2 separate regions of the Mus musculus genome follow, and region 2 is linked to region 1. Evidence: chromatin contacts called from public Hi-C data. All regions are on one chromosome and are shown on one strand. The core of a region is the stretch at or near the end of the contact, and the rest is flanking DNA. Distances in the headings are between cores, read along the strand shown.

The links. Hi-C and Micro-C count contacts between places; a contact is called where the count stands out from the background.
Region 2: a Hi-C map of B cells shows a contact between it and region 1, with 5 read pairs. The contact joins the promoter of Grap here to the promoter of H2aw in region 1. A contact is called at or near these places in 1 of 484 Hi-C or Micro-C datasets (B cells) and 1 of 115 datasets of contacts at active chromatin or transcription factors (thymic regulatory T cells).

Annotation. Positions count from the first base shown.
Region 1 is chr11:58,952,283-58,959,005 of GRCm38.p6, reverse strand. H2aw (H2A.W histone) reads right to left here and starts at 4,321. Exons shown (of 1, transcript NM_178218.4): 1 at 3,814-4,321. The coding sequence starts at 4,268. The coding sequence ends at 3,876. It also overlaps the pseudogene H2bu1-ps and a transcript of Trim17 not described here.
Region 2 is chr11:61,649,749-61,656,471 of GRCm38.p6, reverse strand. Grap (GRB2-related adaptor protein) reads right to left here and starts at 3,151. Exons shown (of 5, transcript NM_027817.3): 1 at 3,048-3,151. The coding sequence starts at 3,125.

The DNA of each region.
Region 1 (6,723 bases), core at 3,072-5,571:
CAGCTCAAGACTAAAACAGGTATATTTTGTCCGTTTTTTGAGATGAATCATGGGTGTGTGTTGGAACTGTTTAGAGAGGGAGGAAAACTTCATGTGACCCAGATGCCAGTGGGGACAACAGGCTGCCTTTAGCAGGTGGGGATATCCCTCAGGTGCTATCATGCAGTTTGGGGAGAGTTACGGATTTGTGGAAACGGTGGTTTTGGTGCTATCACAAGAAAAGAGGGCCGTTCACGGTCATCAGCCAAACCTGGGATGTGCAGCAAGGAGGCCTGAGACCCCTGCCTACTACACATCCATCCCGCTTTGCCATTCATATTAGGAAATTAGCTGTCTACACAGCCTGAGTCCAACTGGCCTGGCAGTTGTTCTGAACCCCAGAATTTAGCTTGAGGGACAGAATGGAAAGTGCAGCCTCTGTGGTCCTTGAAGCACCCCATTAGCCTACTGGAGACGCTTTCATGACTTTCCAGCTGACCCCCACTGATTTCCCAGTTGACCTCTCCCGGCTCTTCAACTTTCTTGAGTTATCTCTACTGAATGTGCATCGAGCTTCATGACAATGATTTTTGGTCAGCCTAGTACAACTATTTACCCTATAGTTACATTGCATTGTTTACAAGGAGTTATGGTGGCATACTAAAACACTGAGGGCATTTGTATGTTATAAGCAGATGTTATGGCTTTGTATATAAGGATCCTGGGTACCCATAGATTTTGGTGCCTGCCCAGGCTCGGGGGTCGGTCAGAGATGAGAACCAATCTCCTATGATGCCAAAAGACACTGAAATGTCCTCTAGGTTCATCCATGTGACAACAAATGTAATTTTGGGTTCTTTTTTTTTTTTTTAAAGCTTATGTAATATTTATCTGTGTATATACTGCATTTTGGATCTGCTCCTTCACAGACACTGAGGTTAGTCCCATGTTTAGCTATCTTAGCTAGCGACAGTATCCACAATGAGCATGTCAGTACATATGTCTCTTCCACATACTGATCTCATTTCGTCTGGAGAGATGCCCAGGAGTAGGGGAGCTGGACTGCATATTAGGTATATTTTGAATTTTGTTGAGGTGGGAGATTACTGGACATGTGGGTGAGCCCACAAGAAATAGCCCCACAGAGCAGAGACTAAGGTGGGAAGCAGGGCTGGAGGAAAGACCCACACCCAGAAGAGGAACACGGGATGCTGCGGAGACAGGCAGAGAGCTCCCACACACTGCAAACACTGTTCCGAGATATTTCCGAGGTTGGCTCAAGCTGCATCCTTCTGGAACCCTGTCTCTTGCCTTCAGCAGTGCACAGGAACACATGCAGAGTGGCTGAAATGACTCTAATACAGGCATGTGCTCAGAGACACAGTGGGCCAGGGAAAGACCTCCATACCTCCACACAACACCCATGCAGGCTGAACCTGGCAAGGCTATCTGCCAAGGCCTGCTCAGAGCTGCAGCAGAGTGAGGATCAGGTCCCCTCCTGCCTCTCCACATGGTCTCTCATGATGGCAGCTGTGGTACGAGGAGTTTCACCTTTTACCTGAGGTGGGTCAGTTTTACTCTAGAAAGGAAACACTGGACCAAATTTTTGTCCTCTTTCTGTCCTTAGGGCTTCCAGGCTTCCTTCATCCACCCTGCCCCTGACCCCCTTGTGAGTGGTGAGTGTGCACTGCACACCTCTGCATATATGAATGTGAGTGCAGGCACTCATGCTCTCATACATTAAGGTCTGAGGACAATCTCAGGTGTTGGTCTCAAATTCCAACCTTTTGCCAGGGTCTCTTGTTAGTCGCTGTTTATGCCATAGCAGCTGGCCTGCGAGCTTTCAGGGATTTTCCGGTCTTCCCTGGCAGCACTGGAATTAGTTAAAGTGCTAACCTGGCCCTGCATTACATGGGTTCTGGATCTGCTCAGGTCTTCATGCGAGCACACTGAGCGCATTTCTTAAGCCTTCTTCCTGGACCACATCTGGAAGGTCCATGCTTACTCTCTCCCCTCCTTCAGCTCCTGTATCTTTTGCCCGTTCTGGACATGAAGGTTCAGTCATCTTGTCCAGTCCCTTCACTGACTAATGCTCCGTCACAAGAACAGACAGTTTTGTGCTGTTCCTCAGCTGATGAATATTTGGGTTTCCTCTACCTTTTAGGTTTCATGACTGATAACTGTTCCTCCGCCTGTGTAGCTTATGTTATACACGTACTCTTATTTTATTGGGCATATACCTAGGAATGGATCATGGAGTGCTTGAATCCAGTGAACATTCTCTTTTCACATTGGTACTTCCCATCTGGAAATGATAATCCAGATGACCAGATCCTAGATCACAGCTGCTATGATTGGAACTTCCTTTAATTTTGTAGACACACTCAGAATCTGTGCTCTCTAGTTATTCACTAGCCACATATGACAGGGCAACTTATGAGCTGCGTCTTTACATTACATTTTACCTAAATGGAAATTAAATATTCCTTTTGGGTAGTGGTTGTGCATTTGACAGCAGCCTTAGAAGAGATGAGAAACTACCCTAGTACACCTCCCTCCACGATGCCTCTATAACACCATTAAATAAATGCTAACATAACCCAATTCCTAAAAAGTTTAACCTCCACTCAAGCGTTTGAGCAGCTACAATGACCTATGAACACATACAAACTAAAACTAGAACTAGAGATTCTAACTAAAAGAACATAAAGATCTCTGGAGGTCCAACCCTCTGGCTTTGTTTTACTGAGACCACCCATTTGCAGATGTATAATCTATACGCAGTCTATTGATCACTCTGTTAAGACTCACCGTTAAGGAAAATTGCTTATCCTTAGACAAATGGCTTTAAGACGTTGGTATTTTATGAGCAGCTCTGTAGTTACAGACGGTGTCTGAGGAGCCCAGGCTTGAACAGATCCAGTTTCAGTACAGTCTATATAAATTATATAATAAACATTATATAACTGTCTTCGTGGCCTGTATTGTTAAATTTTAAATAGTGTACAGCAGTTAACAGGGAAGAGGCCCAATTCTGTGCCATTTAAAACGATTTAAAGGTAACTCATTTAACCCCCTCCTCTCCCTTTCCCAACCACGCTCCTGATTTACCTGTAACTCAACCATTCGTCATGCTGCTTAAAGAAGTCACAATCATCTATAAAAGCATGTCCTTAGTATGATGCTGCTTTAAACTTTATGACAAAGGACACTGCTGTACTCTCACACCTAGTTTAACCAGAACCTGACAAATCACTTTGCTCCCCAAGGTTAAGCTACTTAAGTGGATCCGATTAACCAGTTCCAAAGGCCTGCAGGACCACCATGCTCATCTGTAATCCTACCACTAAGCAGGCTGAAGCAGCCTAGAGACCGGCTCCCCACCCCCACAAAGGAAACCAGCAAAACTCCAAAGTTGTAAATCGCCTTGTAACAGAACATTTATATAAACAAGTAGATTTGAAATACCAAGTCTCCCCTCAGAAACCTTTGAAAACCCCGTCCTAACTGGAAGACTTGAACATGTCAATTTAACCCAGTTTCAATAGAAACACTAGCATCTAAACCAGAACCTTATACTAATTTCTATTATTAAGTATCCCCTTAATGTCCAAACACGAACGTTAACTGCAACCTTGTGTCTGACACGGAGTGGTGGGGAGAAACTCGAACGCCTCCAACGGCCCGCAGGCCACCCGCAGATGAAGCCGTTGGTCTCCCTTGAGCTCCCCAAGCGCCGCACAGGGATGCAGGAATGCACGGAAGGAGTCAGGAGAACTGGCCTGGCCAGTAACTGGCGACAGGCTCAGTGTACAGCGCTTTCTAATGAGGTTGTGGGTGGCTCTGAAAAGAGCCTTTGGTGTCTGTAAAAGTCGCACTAACGACCGGTAGGGGCCTCACTTGCCCTTGGCCTTGTGGTGGCTCTCGGTCTTCTTGGGCAGTAGCACGGCCTGGATGTTGGGCAGGACGCCGCCCTGCGCGATGGTCACGCGGCCCAGCAGCTTGTTGAGCTCCTCGTCGTTGCGGATGGCCAACTGCAGGTGGCGCGGGATGATTCGCGTCTTCTTATTGTCGCGGGCCGCATTACCAGCCAATTCCAGGATCTCAGCAGTCAGATATTCTAGCACAGCCGCCAGGTACACCGGGGCACCAGCGCCGACCCGCTCCGAATAATTACCCTTACGGAGAAGGCGGTGCACACGGCCCACTGGAAACTGCAGGCCGGCACGGGAAGAACGAGACTTCGCTTTTGCACGAGCTTTGCCGCCCTGCTTGCCACGACCAGACATCTTCCACTGATAACCAAAAGTACGCAAAAACAGAAAAGAAACCTAGCGAAAACGAATTCGTAAGCGCCAGCAAGCTCTTATATATGATCAGGAGGGAGGCTAGACTGCACCTTCCTATTGGATGCCAACAAGAACCAATCAGAAAAGAACGCGGAGCCTTCCTAATTTGCATATGCCTTACCCCGCGATGACGTAATGTAAAATTGTATTCAATCAAAGGGAGTGATGCCTGATCCTTCATTTGAATGCAAGGCATACAAATATTCTTGCTACAGGGGCGTCCGCGTTTCCGTAGTACAACTAGACATTATGCCTGATCCATCCAAATCAGCTCCAGCCCCCAAGAAAGGCTCCAAAAAGGCGGTCACCAAGGCGCAGAAAAAGGATGGCAAGAAACGCAAACGGGGCCGCAAGGAGAGCTACTCCATCTACGTGTACAAGGTGCTGAAGCAGGTGCATCCGGACACCGGCATCTCGTCTAAGGCCATGGGCATCATGAACTCGTTCGTCAATGACATCTTCGAGCGCATCGCCAGCGAGGCCTCCCGCCTGGCGCATTACAACAAGCGCTCGACCATCACGTCCCGCGAGGTGCAGACAGCCGTGCGCCTGCTGCTGCCCGGGGAGCTGGCCAAGCATGCTGTGTCCGAGGGCACCAAGGCAGTCACCAAATACACCAGCTCCAAGTGAGGCGCGGCGAGGGTGCCCTCAATTCAAAGGCTCTTTTCAGAGCCACCCATACAGTCGTTAAAAGGGTCTTGAACACAGTGCGGGCCACTGACGATTGCCACGCGCCCGAGGCGTTCCCTGACACTGGGTGCGGCCAAGTCCGATTTTTGAGCGAGAAATGTGGGGGTATGGCTGCTTTGCCCTTCCTAAGCGTAGAGTGTGAACGACAGCTGCAGGAGCAGGCAAGGGGCGTGAGTCCTCTCCCCAAGCCTGAAGTTTCGGTGGGCGAGGTCACAGTGAGGTGGTATTCTGGATGTGGGCCCCCTTGGTGGCCTCTGAATCTGTGTTCCCTTTAGCACCCTTTCCATCCTTTTCTGGAATAGAGAGGCGTCTTTAGCCCCTGAAAACTATTCTGACATTATATCATGTCAATAAACCCTGCACTAGCAGTATGCTGGAAACGGGGCGGGGGGAGGGGCGGCACACCGCAAAGCCTGTGTGCAGGAGCTAGGATGTAATTAGCCTGAGCTGCCAGCAAGCAGTTTCAGTGGTTAGGGGATGGGAGGTGGGAAAGAGTTCCGTTGTTTTGAGCAAGAGTTGTTCCCCTAAAGCTGCATAATTTTCTGTGAAGCATTAGTAAAAGAATAATCCACACTCAGCATTTATTTGGAGAACGTCATTAAAAATTTTTTTATTAGATATTTTCTTTATTTACATTTCAAATCCTATCTCCCTTTCTGGTTTCCCCTCCGAAAACACCCTATTTCCTCCTCCTTCCCCTGCTCACCAACCCACCCACTCCTGCCTGCTTCCTGGCCCTGGCATTCCCCTACACTGGGGAGAATGTCATTTTTATGGAGAACGTTTGGGCAGGGAATTTTACCTGTGGAAAGATCACCACTTTCCTTGGTTTGGCTTTTATTTATGAAAAGAGGATTCGTGATAATTATTTGAGTTGTTACGAGACATATTGAGAATCCTATAGTCACCAGCAGGGAATACTACGTACATTTTATTTTTTTACCAAGTTGTCAAAGGGAGCCCCTCTCATCTGGACTCAGGCATTTGACATTTGGCATTTGAGGGGAGGCTATCTCTGCTTGAACTTCCTACAGTAGCTGTGCCACCTTCTGCTTTCCAGCTTGGTCCACAGAAAAGGGTTTTTGATAGCATCATGTGTTTTAAAGTTAGCATCTGAAGCATTTTTATCTGAAGTTCAAGTAACTGCAAAGATACAAATGACAAACCAGGAATTTTTTTAAAAATCATTTTTTTAAAACCATTCTTGAAAATACCTATTGCTTCATCAATTTAATACAAGTCAGGTCAAAATAATTCTTAAAAAGATATTTCATATTATTCTCTTTGAAAATATCTCTCTTATTTTCCTTCTGCCAACAACAGTTACATGTATATTACATTTAACTATTTGCTGCTTCCAGAATTGTCTATTGAAATTTAAACATGCCAACTAAATTATCTCGGTATTTTTTTTTAAAAAAAAAGGACACAGGGACGGTGGAGAATCGGTTAAGACATGAACCATTTAGTTTTAGTAAAACTAGTCTTTCACTTAGGTTTGATGGGAGGAGGTATACTGGCTGGTTTTGTGTCAACAACACAGGCTGGGGTTATCACAGAGAAAGGAGCTTCAGTTGAGGAAATGCCTCCATGAGATCCAACTGTAAGGCATTTTCTCAATTAGTGATCAAGGGGGAAAGGCCCTTGTGGATGGGACCATCTCTGGGCTGGTAGTCTTAGGTTATATAAGAGAGCATGCTGAGAA
Region 2 (6,723 bases), core at 1,902-4,401, 2.7 Mb before region 1:
TTCAGAGCCCTATCTGGCTATAAAGGGAGTTTCTGGGCCATGCAACAGATTATTTTTCATTTATTCATTTTGAGATAGGATTTCCAATTCTGTCCAGGCAATCGCTTCAACAACATCAAGAGTGCCATCTGGACTACCGCAAAAAAAAAAAAAAAAAAAATTGTTTTTTAGATCAGGCTGACCTCAAACTCACAGAGATCTGCCTGCCCCTGCCTCCCAAGTGCTGGGATTAAAGGCATGCACCACTACCACCTGACTCCTAGTGCAAAAATTTTAAGCTTTTTAAATTCATCTAGATCAGTGGTTCTCAACTTGTAGGCTACAGCCCATTTATGAGTCAAACAACCCTTTTACAGGGTCAACTAAGACCATTGAAAAACACAGATATTTACATTACAATTCACAACAGTAGCAAAATTGGAGGTATGGAGTAGCAACAAAAATAATTCCATGGTTGGAGGTCACCACAACATGAGGAACTGTATTAAAGGGTCGCAGTACTGGGAAAGTTGAGAACCACTGCCCTAGATCATTATGTCACTTCATTGTCTGCCACCCCAACGGGAAGACACAGACCTCTCCATGCTCTCTGCAACCTTGGAGGTTTCACTGTTGTTTTCAAAAGCAAGTTGTTTTTAAAGCAAAGTGGTGCTGGACATAGTGGTGAACACAGTCGGTTACAGCAGGAGCGGGGAGGGGGAGGGAGAGGCAGAGGCCAGCCAGGGCTGCAGAGTGAGTTCCAGGACAGCCAGGGCTACATGGAGGAAACCTATGTAGAAAAATCAGACCAGACCAAACCAAACAAGACAAAAGAGTTCTTTATATATTATTGTCATTTAGGTTAGGAAGTTTTTCTTAGTCTGAGCTACTTCTGTGTCTCTTCTGCTTGCCCAACAGGCCCAGAGTCCTCTCTTCCCTCTTACACTTCAGTCAAACTCTTCAAACAGATCAAGGCCCTGCTTTGAGGAGCCTTCCGGAGAGCTGTTTCTGGACTCAGTGCTCCCTCTTTCCCAGGCTCTGGACTGGGTGCTCCCTCTCTCCCAGGCTCTGGGCTGATTGCTCCCTCTTTCCCAAGCTCTGGGCTGGATACCCCCTGTCACCCAGGCTCTGGGCTGGGTACCCCCTCTCCCCCAGGCTCTGGGCTGGGTGCTCCCTCTCCCCCAGGCTCTGGGCTGGGTGCTCCCTCTCCCCCAGGCTCTGGGCTGAGTGCTCCCTCTCCCCCAGGCTCTGGGTTGGGTGCTCTGTCTTTCCCAAGGCTCTTTGCACAGGCAGCTCTTTCAGTCTCCAGATTTCCACACCTCTTTTGAGGACAATTCTTCACTCTCTTGCTCCAATTTCTTCACCTACAGGCAGCCCTCCCAACCCTTAGCCTCCAGCCTCACTCCCCATGCCCTTGCATGAAGCTTGGCTAAGCCTGGTGCTTGTCAAATGAGTGAAGGGGGAAGCTGCACCCCAAGGCCTGCCAACTACCCATAGCCTCTTGTGCTTTCCTTCCGCTCCCTCACTGAAAGCCGACTGTGCACACTGCTCCCGCCTTGTGCCTTCAGGTCCCCCAAATTCTCATGACTTATGATGCATACCCCCTCCTCTTTCTCAGTAGACTCTTAGCAAAGTGATGCCCGGCTTGTTGGAAGGCTGTGAAGGAGGAGGCTATCACTCTGCACAGTAGGTGCCCCAGGGACTGTACTGGTCCCTCTGAGCCCAGGCCAGAATCTTCTACACAGCATTCCTACTTTTTAATAGGCCAGCTACCCTCCAGCCTCAAGTGTGTGTGAAAGATATGGCCCATGCTGGTTTCCAGAGTAGCTGAGGCCTCTGAACTGAACTTGGATCTGGACAGTCTCCCACCCCAGGTCTTTCTGAGGCCAAACTGGTTGAGTGTGCATAGGACCCAGAGCCAACAACTTAGGTAGATACACCAGCACCTTAGCTTGAAGAAGGGGGTGCACAAAGGTATGTGGTTGCTTTAGGACCCCAGCTTAGAGCTTTAGACACCCAGGGGACCGAACAAAGAAAGGCTCAAGAATTAAAGCAATGGAGATTGGCTCACACTACACTACACTACACTACACTACACTACACTACACTACACTACACTACACTACACTACACTACACTACACACGTACAGACACCTTGCTGAGCCTCGCTCACTGCAGCCAAGCCATGGTCTTCCACAGCCAGGAGATCCACACTGAGCCTGGGACCCATGTACAGGATAGCTCTAAAGAGTCTGTCTCCGTGCTTGAATCTTCGAGCCAGGGCTCAGGGTGGTAGCCATCTAGCCCTGTGTCTGTTGCTCCAGGGGGTCACAATAGGGGCAGTGGAGGGCACAGGATGGGCCACTAGCATTCCAGTGTCCATGGTTCAGCATGGCCACTCTCCTGTGCCCCCTCAGCTCTCCTGTCATATGCAAACTTCTAAGTAAGGGCATCCCCGGTAGAGATTTCACACACTCGTGTGTCTAATGACTTGGAAGACAACCACTGTGAGTGAAAGTGGCTCAGGTGAGAACAAATGAAGTATAGCGTTCTATTTCTCCTTTCCCATCAATACAGCTTAATCTCAGCTATTTTAGCCCAATTAAGTTAGAATGTCTGCTTATTTTAGACTCTCTCTCTGTCTCTCTGTCTCTCTCTGTCTCTCTCTCTCTCTCTCTCTCTCTCTCACACACACACACACACACATACACACACTCTTACACACACACACGATTTCTACCTCTGTGTCTCTCTGTTTCTCTCTGTGTTACTGATCTCAAAATTTGTCTATTAAACTTTTCTTTAAAAACAAACAAACAAAACCCTAGAAAACAGTGGGATTTAGGCAACTCCCACCAGACTCTGTGGCCTCAGACTCTCAAATGACCCCAAAGGAAGGATCAGTAATAAATACTATTCCACTTTCCTAAATGAGGAAACTGAAGAGGGTAGAGGCAGCTAACCTGAGCCTGTCCCTCACAGCCCAGACTCCCAGGACTCTCTGAGGTGCTGGTTCTAACCCTACCAACCCTGTTGGCCCACTCAGCCCAGCTCCAGCCTTCTGTACCTTAAGCGTGTCCCCCTTGTTGAAGGCCAGCTCGTCACTCTCGGTAGCCTGGAAGCTGTACAGGGCCACGGACTCCATCCCACTGTCCCTGGGCTTCAGCCGAGGACCCAGCAGCTACAGCTTCCTGCTTCCTGCAGGAGAGGACCACTTCCTTTGTTTTGAGTATTTGTTCTTTTGAAGCTGCAGCCGGAAACTGCCCTTGATGGGGGAGAAACAGGAAGCAAAGACATGTCACCCTTGTCATAGCTCAGAGAGGGTGTGCTCATAAACCCACTTTGGCTGTGGGGGAGTCCCCATTAGGACGATGCAGAGCTGTCTCGTGCTTGGCCTCTGTCTCTCAGCCTTCACATTTCTTATCTGTTTTAAATGGAGTTTCTATTGCTGTGAAAAACACCAAAACCAAAAGTGACTTGGGAGGAAAAGGTTTATTTGGCTTAGATTATAGTCTATCAGGAAAGCCAAGGCAAGAACCTGGAGGCAGGAACTGAAGCAGAGACCACGGAGGGACACTGCTTACTGGCTTGCTTCCCATGGCTTGCTCAGCCAACTTTCTTATACACCCAGAGCATCTGCCCAGGGGTGGAACTTCCCACAGAGAACCAGACTCATCCACACCAGTCATTAGTCAGGAAAACGTCCCCACAGACTTGTCCACAAGCCAATTCTCAACTCAAGCTGCCTCTGGCTTGTGTCAAGTTGAAAACAACAACAACAACAAAAAACCAAACAAACAAAAAAACAAACAAACAAAACAACTAAGCAGGACAACTGCTGATACCTGTAGCGAGATTCCTAAGCACCCACCACCTCAAACCCAAATTCCAGCCTACGTTCAAGACACTTCCAACCGTCTCCTCTCACCTGCTCCACACAGCTCCCTCATGTACCCTTTTGGGTATTCCACTACAAGCAAACTCCAGGCTGGAGAGCCATTGTGGTGGGCACACCACCTTTTCCTACTTGCCCAGGAAGCTCCTATTCACCTATGAAAACCTCACTAATAAGGCCCCTGTTGTGCTTTAAACATCGAGTACCACCTGAGCTTTCTGTAGCTTGTGGTCTGAAGGCATTACAGCTCTGCGATTGTTAAGGGAAGGCTGTGACACTGATGCAGACAGCAGTCTGGTGAGTACTAGGGGGTAAAGCACAACACGGAGAAACACAGCTATACATTTGCAACCACATGGAACCACAGAGAGCCAGTATTCTCCAAACACACAGGGACAGCTAAAGAACCCAGGCTGTGGGATGGGTACCAGATGGATCCAGATGAAGCCAGATTTTTATTTTATTTTATTTCATTTATTTACTTATTTTTAGTTTTATTTCTAAATTATTTTTTATTATTTATTTAGTTAGTTAGTTAGTTTTTCGAGACAGGGTTTTCTCTGTGTAGCTCTGGCTGTCCTGGAACTCACTTTGTAGACCAGGCTGGCCTCGAACTCAAAAATCCTCCTGCCTCTGCCTCCCAAGTGCTGGGATTAAAGGTGTGCGCCACCACTGCCTGGCAGATTTTTTTTTTTTTTTCAAGACGGTGGTTTTCTAGAGGATGGGGCTCAGTGGGTAAGAGCACAGGCTACTCTTCCAGAGGCTTTGATTCCCAGCCCCTACATAGTGGCTCGCAGACATCTGTAAACTCCAGCTCTAGAAGCTCTGTCACTCTCTTTTGGCTCCTGTGAGCACCAAAAACACATGTATGTGCACATGCCGTCAAAACATTCATAAATGGCTAGGCGGTGGTGGCGCACGCCTTTAATCCCAGCACTTGGGAGGCAGAGACAGGCGGATTTCTGAGTTTGAGGCCAGCCTGGTCTACAGAGTGAGTTCCAGGACAGCCAGAGCTATACAGAGAAACCCTGTCTTGAAAAAAACAAAAACAAAAAAATTTTTAAAAAATGACTTTTAAAAAAACATTCATAAACACAAACAAATCTCAAGAGAGAGAACTATATGTGTATATGTACATGCATATATACACGCACGCGTGTGTGTGTGTATGTGTGTGTGTGTGTGTGTGTGAGAGAGAGAGAGAGAGAGAGAGAGATTTTTAAAGGCATTTCTCTGTGTCCCTGACTGTCTTAGAACTCACTGTATAGACCAGGCTGGTCTCACAGAGATCCATCCACCTGCTTCTGCCTCCTCCAGAGTGTTGGAATTAAAGCTATGTTCCGTTTTACCTAGCCATGCTTTTATATTTTAAAAGAACATTCCTGTCTAAAATGTAATTAATTTTTATAAATCAGAATATGAACAGCTAGGTATATCGGAGTGACATTGCTGAATGAAGTGCATTATAAATAATTCTCCTCCCCTTTATTTCCACCCCTCCCTCTCCTCCAACCCCTCCTTCCTGATTCATGTCATTGTGACCTTTGCACTCATCCACCCCCTCTCTTCCTCAGAACCTCTTTTTACTCTCTCTCGGTTTCCTTTCTAGTGTTTTAGGCTTTGCCTACATTTCCCCTCATTTGGTACATGTATATTTTACAAACTACAATCCACATATGAGAAAAAACATGAAGCCTTTTCTTTCCAAGCTTGGGACACCTCATTTAATGTCATACTTTCTAGCACCTTCTGTTTCCCTGAAATTTTCAGTTTTCTTTGAAGATGAGCAGACTTCCACCAGGTACGTACGTACGTATGTACCACATGGTCATGACCTGGGCATCATTTTGATGGACATCTAGACTGATTTCTGTTTCCCAGCCATTGTGTTAAAGCAGCAATGGGCATGGCTGTATGATATCTCTGTGGTAGGCTACAGTCCTTTGGGACGTGCCCTGGAGTGATGTAGCTGCATCATACGGTGCAGCTTTGAAATAATCTCAGCTTTGAAACCACCATCCTGGTTTCTTTGGTGGCAGCACCAGTTCATACCCCCACCAGCAGTGAATAAGGAGTCCCCTCTCCCCACATGGGTGCCAGCATTTTCGGTCAGGTTTCTTGGTGATGATCACTCTGAACGGGGTGAAGTAAGACAGCAAAGAAGTCTTTGGATCCATTTCTCTGATGGCCATGGGCGTTGAACAATTTTTTAATTTGTTCTTTTCTACACACGGGGCTTCTCTGTGTAGCCCTGGCTGTCCTGGGACTTACTCTGCAGACCAGGCTGGTCTCCAACTCACAGAGATCCACCTTGCCTCTGTCTCCCAAGTGCTGGGATTCGAGGTGTATGCTAATATGCCTGACTAAAATATTTTATTTATTGTTTTATTTTTTAGTTCTTTTTTGAGACAAGATTTCTTTGTGTAGCCCAGGATGTCCTGGGACTCTGACTCTCTCTCTCTCTCTCTCTCTCTCTCTCTCTCTCTCTCTCTCCCTCCATCCATCCATCCCTCCTTCCCTCTCTCTCTCTAGACCAGGTTAGCCTCAAGCTCAGAGATCCACCTGCCTTTATTTAATTTTTAAAAAATATTTACTGGCTACTTATGTGTCTCCTTTTGAGAATGTCTTCAACGCATGAGCCCATTTGTTGATTGTCAGTTTGGAGTTTTATAGTGTTTAATTTTTGCAGTTCTTCGTATGATAGAACGGGCTAACAAACATCCTTTTGGCAAGGGCTGAGAACTACCCCACCCCACCACTGCCCCTGGCAACCAGAATCCAGTTAGGGCAGACCTCCTCGAAAAGGAAGGCAGTTACTCACCATGGGCCCCTGCACCTGGCAGGAGTC